Linked DNA regions of Mus musculus: region 1 is linked to region 2. The links are chromatin contacts, called in public promoter capture Hi-C maps. All regions are on one chromosome and are shown on one strand. The core of a region is the stretch at or near the end of the contact, and the rest is flanking DNA. Distances in the headings are between cores, read along the strand shown. Region 1 overlaps Bmp3 (bone morphogenetic protein 3). Region 2 overlaps Cfap299 (cilia and flagella associated protein 299).

What was found. Promoter capture Hi-C pulls out the DNA fragments that hold promoters and counts their contacts.
Region 1: a contact with region 2 is called in a promoter capture Hi-C map of embryonic stem cells, with 4 times the contacts expected there. The contact joins two enhancer-like sites. A contact is called at or near these places in 12 of 39 promoter capture datasets (the 3T3-L1 cell line, 3T3-L1-derived adipocytes, cranial neural crest and 8 more), 9 of 484 Hi-C or Micro-C datasets (embryonic fibroblasts, embryonic stem cells, granulosa cells and 2 more) and 1 of 9 other capture datasets (adipose tissue).

What each region holds. Positions count from the first base shown.
Region 1 is chr5:98,874,372-98,879,005 of GRCm38.p6, reverse strand. The region is part of intron 2 of Bmp3 (bone morphogenetic protein 3); the gene reads right to left. It overlaps Gm42123 (a long non-coding RNA gene), which reads left to right. Exons shown (of 3, transcript XR_880455.2): 3 at 530-704. Among named protein-coding and RNA genes, the nearest start is that of Gm42123, 14 kb to the left of the region's middle. Within about 2 kb of position 3,230, at least 8 of the 459 cell types and tissues checked have an H3K27ac peak or open chromatin away from gene starts, as enhancers often do.
Region 2 is chr5:98,552,080-98,556,510 of GRCm38.p6, reverse strand. All of the region lies in intron 3 of Cfap299 (cilia and flagella associated protein 299), which reads right to left. Among named protein-coding and RNA genes, the nearest start is that of Gm42122, 13 kb to the left of the region's middle. Within about 2 kb of position 3,145, at least 8 of the 459 cell types and tissues checked have an H3K27ac peak or open chromatin away from gene starts, as enhancers often do.

The DNA.
Region 1 (4,634 bases), core at 1,981-4,480, 320 kb before region 2:
AAGCTTTTCACATGGATGACAGGAGTTTGGTCAAGGAAGCCTTGATCCAATCTCTTCCCTGAGAAAACAGAATGTGTTTTACTTAGGAAGCAATGTACAGCTCTACCCTCTCTAGAAGTATTGAAAAAGGTCCCAATCTCAAGCCCAGAGTGGTCAGAAGAACTCCAGGAGAGAAGCCACAGTGCCCAGAAACACAACTCTCCTAGCATTTTTCCTAGGTGGATGTAATTAGTTTTGTTTTAAATACATTTAGAAGCAGAAATTTGAGGACTGAGGTTGTGGCTCAAAATCACTTGCCCATTATCTGTGAGGGCCAGGGTTTGATCCCAGCTGTTCCTCAAAAAGGCAGATACAATCCTGCAATCCTAACTCCAGAGTTAAAGGCCAGCCTCAGCTTTGTGGGTGGAGCAGAAAAGCTCATCCCGAGGTTACATGAGACTCTCTGCTAAAAGAAAGACAGCAAAACAGGGAAAGAGGAATTGCCACAAGTGGACAATTTTATTTCAGCTAGAACTCTTATTTCTTACAGCTCAGAGGCGTTTGGATTCGTGAACTGGGACTCGAATCCAGCCTGGAAAGAACTCCAGGACAGGAACATGGGGGAAGTTAGGGGGCTAAGGGTGCGTCCAGGTCAAAGGAAAAGAAAGTGATGTGGAAAGCTGTTGTACTGTCAGAAAATCAAAGCAAGTCAAAGAAAGGACCAGTGCTGGCAGAAGAAGGGAGATGTTATTTGAATCACTCCATCTTTTAATTTCAGTGAAAAGAATCCATACACTACAGTTCAATTTTTGTAAAATGATTTTTAAAAACTACTGTCAACACTACAGTGATGTTTCTACTCTTGCTTTCTAGTAACTTGAAGAATGTCTTGACTGATTACATGGTCAATTAGTTCTAATTGGTTACAAAGCGAAGTATTCTCGCCTTGAGTTTTAAAGGCTCCTAGTACTTGTACCTTACATATTGTTTGTCCTGTATTAAAATATGTTTACTTTACTGGATGAAAATTATCAGAAAAAATGTGGGGATCAAAAGAGGATTCACACATCTATGAAAATGTCACAGTGATTCCCATTATTCCACATAATTAATATTTAAGAATAATGGCAAAAGACCTCCGTGAGTCTGTGAAGTTTACAGGATGTGCCTTTAGCATTGGAACAGAGCAGGGCACATGCTGGCATGAATATTGTTGGCTTCCACTTCTGTTGACTGAAAGCTATTAGAAAGCTTCAGCCTTTCAAATAGCTTGCTGCTAAAGTGTTAGAGGCAGTTATAGTCAGTTTGTCTGTTGTTACTCTTTCTGGTTAATGTTTAATGCCTGGGTGTCATGTAGTGTAAGTGGCCTTAATTAAATGAGTGCTTGAGCCATTGGTATGGCTACTCGACACCTCCCTCAGTGCCTAGAATAGTGTATCTAGACACCGCAGCAATATTGTTAAGTGGCTGAAATACTTAGAAGAAATAGTACACTCTCCATTTTACCCATTTATGAGGAATAACTCCTATCAACAAAAATAAAAGGTTCTGTGCAAGTGAATTGGTGTAGATATGGAAAATATTCATGGGTGTTACCTAGGGGAAAATTCCTCTCTCTCTCTCTCTCTCTCTCTCTCTCTCTCTCTCTCTCCCTCTCTCTCTCTCTCCCTCTCTCCCTCTCTCTCCAAGTCAGAACTGATGGGTTTAGGAATGGATATCTGAGTAATCTCCAGTGGGCTCACCAGAGTCAGGCCCAAGCCCTTGATTCTGGGGTGTTTTGTATCAGGGACCTCTCAGATGACTAGGGAGTATCCCCTATTTTCTTGCTATGGAATCCTCTGACGGAGCTACCCTTACCAGAAATAGTCACATCATGCAGAAGTAATCCATGCTGTCATTTGCTGGTGCGAAGCATGCTGCCAGTAAGAATTATTGTTTTCCAGCTAGGATCATGTTTCTCATGGCTCTCTCTCTTCTAAGCTTAGAGCTGATACCAGCCAGTCACAAGTGCAAATCTGAGCTCCTCTCCACACCTGTCACGCTTTTAAATGACAGGGTGCACCTCCACCACCATTCAGGTGCGACTCTGCTGAGGTTGGTCAAATTTCGTGTTTATGGTGTTCATCTTCCTGACCAAGACGACAACTGGAAGACCCTTAAAGAGCCTATCATTTTGCATTCACTAAATTTGAAACTCTTTATAGGGAGGGCTTGCTTCAAAGTACTTCAATGATGTGTTGCTCAATTCTACATCTTTGCTGTTCCCAGCTTTTGCACAGTTCCTCGCAGAACTAACTTTATTCCTCTAACCCTTCTTGTTTCCTTGGATCTCCGTCAGGAACCATGGATCAATCATTTTCATTTGAAATTTCTGTTTTCCATTGCTGCTAAGGTGGTGAGGGAGGCAGAGGCACAGAACTTGGCTCTGCCTATCTCGGTATTTTTTTCCATCATATGGCATCCTTCCGAGAGTCCCTCTTGGGGAGAACAGACTGGCTGTAAGAGCTGGAAATTAGGGGGGGGGGATCCAAAGTGTTGTGTCTGTGAATAAAATCTACAAGGGCCAGGCTTGCACCTGCCAAGCTGTGGATGCTTTCCTCTGGCTAAATCTGATCACAGGACATTAGAAGGGGAGAGTGTGTCATCGGCTGAGAGCTTCATTCCTGACCTGGGCCATGAGGTTCCCTCTACACGATTCCAGTCCAGCCCACATGGGTGTGATGGCCCAGAGACTATCTAATTGAAATCATCGAGAGGGCAAAGCCTGGAATTTGGGAAAGGCAGAACACAGCTGTTCTGAATTATAGAGCAGGTTGTCGACTTTTGCAGACAAAGAACCCTGCCATATAGGCTGGGATTTTGCCCAGGAGGCCAAAAAACTAGGAGGCCCCTAAACAGAGGAATCTGGCCTGGGAGAACTTTCCCCCGAGGCAAAATGTATATCTCAAGTCTGAGAGTTCTTTGGCACTTCAGCCAGCCCACGTGTGCTCTGCTGATCTGACCAGAGGCCTTCATTTCCCTCTGCTGCTCAGACTATATTTTTAGTTAAATATCTCACTCTGGATGCCACCGCAGGCACTTGCTAACGGTACCTATTAACCACCCCATTCCCTTTACATCAGTTTTTTCCCCATCCTCCTTTGTTACTGTACTGACCAAAAGATACAAAGTCACTGGAGCTTAAAGGGAACCCCTAACACACGTTAAATGTTAAGCAGTTCCACACAAAGCGACACCAAACTTCCGCTCTCAACTTGGGGAGGGGAAATCTCAACCTCAGAGAAAAGACCTCCACCTGTATCCTTGCTACCTGTTGCTTTTCCAAGTGTCAATTAATGTGATGAGTCCTGCTACTACAACAGGTTCTCTTTCCATTCCATTCTCACCCCAGGAAAAAGGTCCCTGGAAGAGCTCATGGGCTGTTGAACCCAGAGGAGGGGGAATTCTCTTTTCAGTTTTGTGATGTTTGAACAGGGGCTGAAATTTTTACAAAACCTTTCTTGCCTGGTGACTTTCCTTGCCTCCTGACACTCTTGCCTTCCCTGCACAGAGCTTCCTTAGACATCAGCTTAGTTAACTCTACTATGCCACTTGGTCTCCTCAGTGGCTACTCATTAGATCAACAGCAGACAGTTACAGAGTACCCATTCCATGTAGGCTGCTCTACTGTTTCATGTCTTTCCTGTGTTGAAGAAAAAAATTAACATGTAGAAAGTTTTATCGACTTAATCTAAGGGGCCATTGTTGTTTAGTCCTGTGGAACCAACATCCAAGTCAAAAGGAACTAATTACTTTGCTGTTCCAAACAGACTTGTGAACCAGCAGGTTAACCTTGGGCACTGTTAGATGCAGAGTCCTCTGCAGCCTCCACTTCACACGCACAGTGTCAGATTCTACGTATTAACAGGATCCCAAGCTGTTTGACTTCCACTTAGGACCAAGCATTATTAGTTAATTCTGTGAATGCTCTAACGTCTGTCTTTCCCTAAATTCATCTCTGTGGTTCTTAACTCTGTGGTCCCCTGGAAACTTCTAGGGATGATTCCTTCTCATCACTAGGAACCACAGTCAAGTTCTTATGAAGAGACAGTGGGCTCATAAAGAGCAAAAGGAAGTACAAGGAAGTCGATGGCCACAAGTCAGGAAAGACTAGAGAGAGGTGGAAGCATCCAGAAGCGAAAGGACCGAGCATCTACACCTGTGTGGTCTCTGGAGCCTGGAGATTGGAGTGAGGAAGGAACAAGACATTTTTTTTTGTTTGTTTGTTTAAACTACCCAGAAGAACTTCATCTCATGGGGCTAAGGGAAGGAGGTTACTTGGACAAGTCCTACGACCTACCTAAAATCAGGTACTCTGACATGAGGTCAGCTTTGGATTACAACCCCTGCTTCTCAGTGTCACAAAGCAAGCCACACTGTCAAATAGGACACATCTCTGTTTTGTACAGTCACCATCTTGGTTACACCCAAGATTCTAAGTGTCACCCCAGTTGAACACATTTTGTCTGAGCAGTGAAGGTCCTTCATGATTCTTCCAACAAGATAGGGCATGTGACACAGCCCTGAATTCATAATCTTTACTTTATGTTTGGATTCTTTTTTAAAGAATTATAGATATAGAGATAGAGATAGAGAGAGAGAGAGAGAAGTAGATG
Region 2 (4,431 bases), core at 1,896-4,395:
TATGTATGGGCTGAGGTTTGAACTCAGGTCTTCGTATTTGCACATGCTGGACTGATCTGTAGTCCCAGCCCCTCAAGCCTTGGTTTCTTGGTGAGGTGCCCCTCAGCTATGTAGTGGAAACAGCTCACCACAGGCAGTCACCTTTGTAAAGGGGATGTCTTTAATACTGTTTTTTCAAGCTAAGGCAAAGTCATTATCATTTTTACATATTCTCAATTAGAGTAACTGAAGCATTTTTGATGATGTAATTCTTTAAAGACGTGCATTTTTATAGGTCCTCAATATAACAAAATATATCATAAAAGTTCTTAGGTAGGTTCATCTTCATAACTTTTGTAAAAGTACTTAATCAGAAAAAATAAGATATTATATAAGACATTTGAAATTAGAATATCAGAATATTTGTCTTCTTGGTGATCAACTGTACTATTTTACTATTTTACTTGGTATAAAGTTTGCCTACATTGTATAATAGCAAGGTAATAAATAACCAGTCGTACAAGAAAGTTAGGAATGATAAAGGGATTTTTATGAAAAATCTTGTTTTTCAGGCCCAGTCATTTTTTTAACTACATCCTACTGACGCATTAAAGACTGCTGATCCAGACACAGCTAGACTCGCCGAGTCATGTTCTTAGAACAGTCAGATAGGACCTTGACGTGACTATAAACAGTGGTGTGTGTAACACAAGGAAATACAATTGAAGTTTCATGTTTTACATGATGGCTATGACCTTGCCTATGCATATTAGAGATGGCCATTCTTCAGAATTCATCATCTCTTTACACAAACTACAGTCTATTACAAATAAGAAAGTAAAATCTATTATTTTTCTTTTTTGGTGTATAAGGAATTAGAGATACTTCAGAAATGACTTAATCATAATAACTGTCTAGATATGTATGACTTTTGTCCCCGCCCCCCAGTGCAATAACAGTTCTAGCAAAACATTTTTAAGTGTTCTATTGCCATCTATTCATCTATATCTATAACCCCTTATATATCTGATTCATTTATATGAATAATTAAGCATGAAACTTAATAGAAAAGTAGCAAGTACATCTATTACAGGAAGACATTGAATACAAATATGAGTATCTCTTGATGAGCATGCAAGCTGACCACAGGAAGCAGTATACATGGACAGGAAGCCTGCATCACTCAGTGTAAGTGCCTATGACATGGGCATCAGAAACAAAGATTCAGGAATGATGAGCCATTTCACAGTTCAGGAAGTCATTAAGTATGGATTTATAGCACTGCTTACAAATTCATTATTTGAAAGTATTTGGCCTTCTGTTATAAATACAAAATGTAGAATATACTTAAATATCTTTAAGTTCCTAAGATATCATCTTAAGATTGTTATTAAAATATTACTTCTGTTTTTAACTATGGTTACAAAAGCATGGGCCAAACAGATGTGTCTGAGACGTAACTGTTTGACTGAGCTCTTTGAAAGTACGTAAAGACAGCCATTTACTAGTAAACTAAATACTTACTGGTTTTCCCAATTTGTAGCAAATGGTACAAGGTCCAGAAGCATAATGAAAAGATATTCCTTTATGAAATATGAAAATACATATTCCCTTATGGGACTCTAAACATTTGTTTATATATTTCTACAAGTAGAACTACTTGAAAAATATTAATATGTGTATCTTTATTTATATATTTAAACATATGTCAAATTGCCCAGCTAGACACATATATCTGCATACTCACAGGAAGTTGAATATTTACAAATTTTATACACAAATTTTATACGTTAGACTGTATAGAATCTTAAAATGTATTAAGTTTAGATTAAGTGATTTATAATAGAACCAATTTAGTTTTTTAAAAATTTACATAAAGGCAAATGGACAGAAGTAAATTTTTCTTTTCATATATGTTAGTACAAAGATACAGTTGATCCATTTGGTTAAAAACCGTGATAAGATCAACCATGTACACAACAATTGAAAGAGAAAGTTTATTTAATGGTCTAATTTCTCCAAGAATAAATATTTCTGTGCTTCACAAATGCAAAAATGCTTTGCAACACATTTTTCAACTTTTCAAAATTATATTTTATAAATTATCTCATAACTTGAAGATTATCCCTTTCTAAACTGTACATTGAAACCAAAATCTTGCATAGAAGTAACCAATGTAATTTATTACATGATTAGTATCACTTTAGGAAGAAATGTTCATAATCCTTGAAAGCAAACTTTGTTCTTATCATTTTTCTTCAACCACATACACACACATACATACACACACACACACACACACACACACACATTCTGATTCTTTTTTGAAGGAAATGGTAATTAAGGTAGTCAGTTCAAACCATTCCCTTTGATTCCATATAGTTCAAAACCACCCTAGTGGTATCATATCAGAGAATAAAATATAAACTCTGACCAATTTCAACAAGTTTTTTGTTGCTATCTGACTAATAGAAGTAAATATGATTTATACTTTTATTTGTTTATTTTTATTTTTATTAGATATTTTCTTTTCTTGATTTACATTTTTAAGAGAGAAGAGAAATGAGAAAAGGGGACAGGGAACAGGAGGAAGAAGAGGTGTTTCATAAGAAGGAAGAAAGCAGGAGGTGGGAAGAACAAAGTCCCATATGGAGTTTTCCTACAGACGATGAAGCCGGATTGAGAGAAGACAGTGGTTTCTACCACGAAGAACAAATGTGTGTGGGTTTGCAAAAGTAAATACGATCAGGTTTTGACACATGACCTTGTCTTCTCATAACAGTTGAAAAAAGATTCGGGGATTTTCTTACCCTTTAAAAATATTTACAAATGCCAGTGGCTCGTGGAAGAGCAGTTATTAAATTGATTTTGTAAACATGAAACAAAGAATAAAGCTTCCATCCGAATGCAATGTAGTACTCTTGTTCTGCACAGTAGGTCTATTGTAATTAACTGATTAGGAATCTGAATAATAAGTCACCAGCAATCATCGATTTTAATTGGATGCAGGAGGCCAGTGCTGGTGAGTGCTGCATTGTGACAGGAAAGGCAAGGGGAAGAATTTCCAAGCTGACTAAATATCACATCTGGGTGAAGCATGCCTGCCCCTTTCTTTTCCTTTTATTTAACAAATATTGCATGGGATGAAGGAATGTCAAGGCTAACCTCTCTAATACAGATGCAAAACACATGCCTTTGCACCAGCTCAAAGCAAGATGACAGACACTGGAGGCACTGTTGTGGTTTGGCAGCTAAAGTCCTCCATTTTCATTAACTTGTGGTTCAAAGATGCCACCACGTTTAGGAAGGGTGCTGCCTTCTCAGTAAATAGTGTGTTCAAAAGCTGCGTTATGAAAGCTAAACAGTTGAAAGAAACATGCGTGTCAAGGTCCAGCTAATTCTGGACACTTAACAGAGAAATCAATACAACTCCAGCCCCAGTGAGCACACACAGGTTCTAAGGAGACCTTTTGTGCGCATGTTTGCACGAACCATTTGTCCTAGCTTCACCTGTTACTGCTTATGAGAAATTGCACAAGGGGCTCTTGACCCTGAGTCATAAGGACCAAGGAGAATACAAGAGAAAGAATGCAAGTGACAGAAGCAAGCACCTGTCCCCAACCTCACAGCTAACACAGGACGCAGTAGCTTCCCAGCTAGCTGCTAGGGCTTCTATTAATCCTTTATCCTCCAAGTTATATGACAGCCAAATTAAAATACTAAATTCTCATTTTCCCCAAATTGTTACCAGAAATTCTAGGGGCCCCAACCTGGAGTACCACATTACCATAGAAATTGGTGCTCCCTCTTCAGGGTTCTTAGTCTCATGAATAAGAAAATTCAACTTCCATGAAAAGAGTTTTCATCATGGCTCACAACATTTAAAAGATGAAATTTTCTTTGTTCAATTTCTCCTATATAAATGTATACAATGTTATATGCTTGTAGTATAAAGTGTATATATTTATAACCAATTTCATGTCACCACCAGTAGGTGACTGTACAGATGATCACACAGCCATATAATGAACTGCAATGAAACCATAAAGAGGATTAACTTAGTGTATAGGTAGAAATATGGAATATTTTATGTCATATGAAAAGCATTACTAATTCTCAAAACTGAATGTATGTATGTGTGTGTGTGTGTGTTTACTGTACATGCTATAGATAAAGTGTTTGCATCTCTAAAAATTTATATATTGAAAGGCTAAGTTGATTCTTGATAGTAGGGTCTTTGGGAGATAATTAGATAAAGTGAGTGTGGCTCCAGGATAGAATGAGTATCCTTACAGGAAATCCCCGTCCTTTGGAGACACAATAGAAGCCAGTCATTTGAGACATTCTCTGGAAGACCCGCACTGTGCTGGCACATTGATGTCGTAGTCACATCTTTGAGAACTGTGCCAAATAAAAATTGTTTAGTTTCCCCAACCATGGCATTCTATTAAC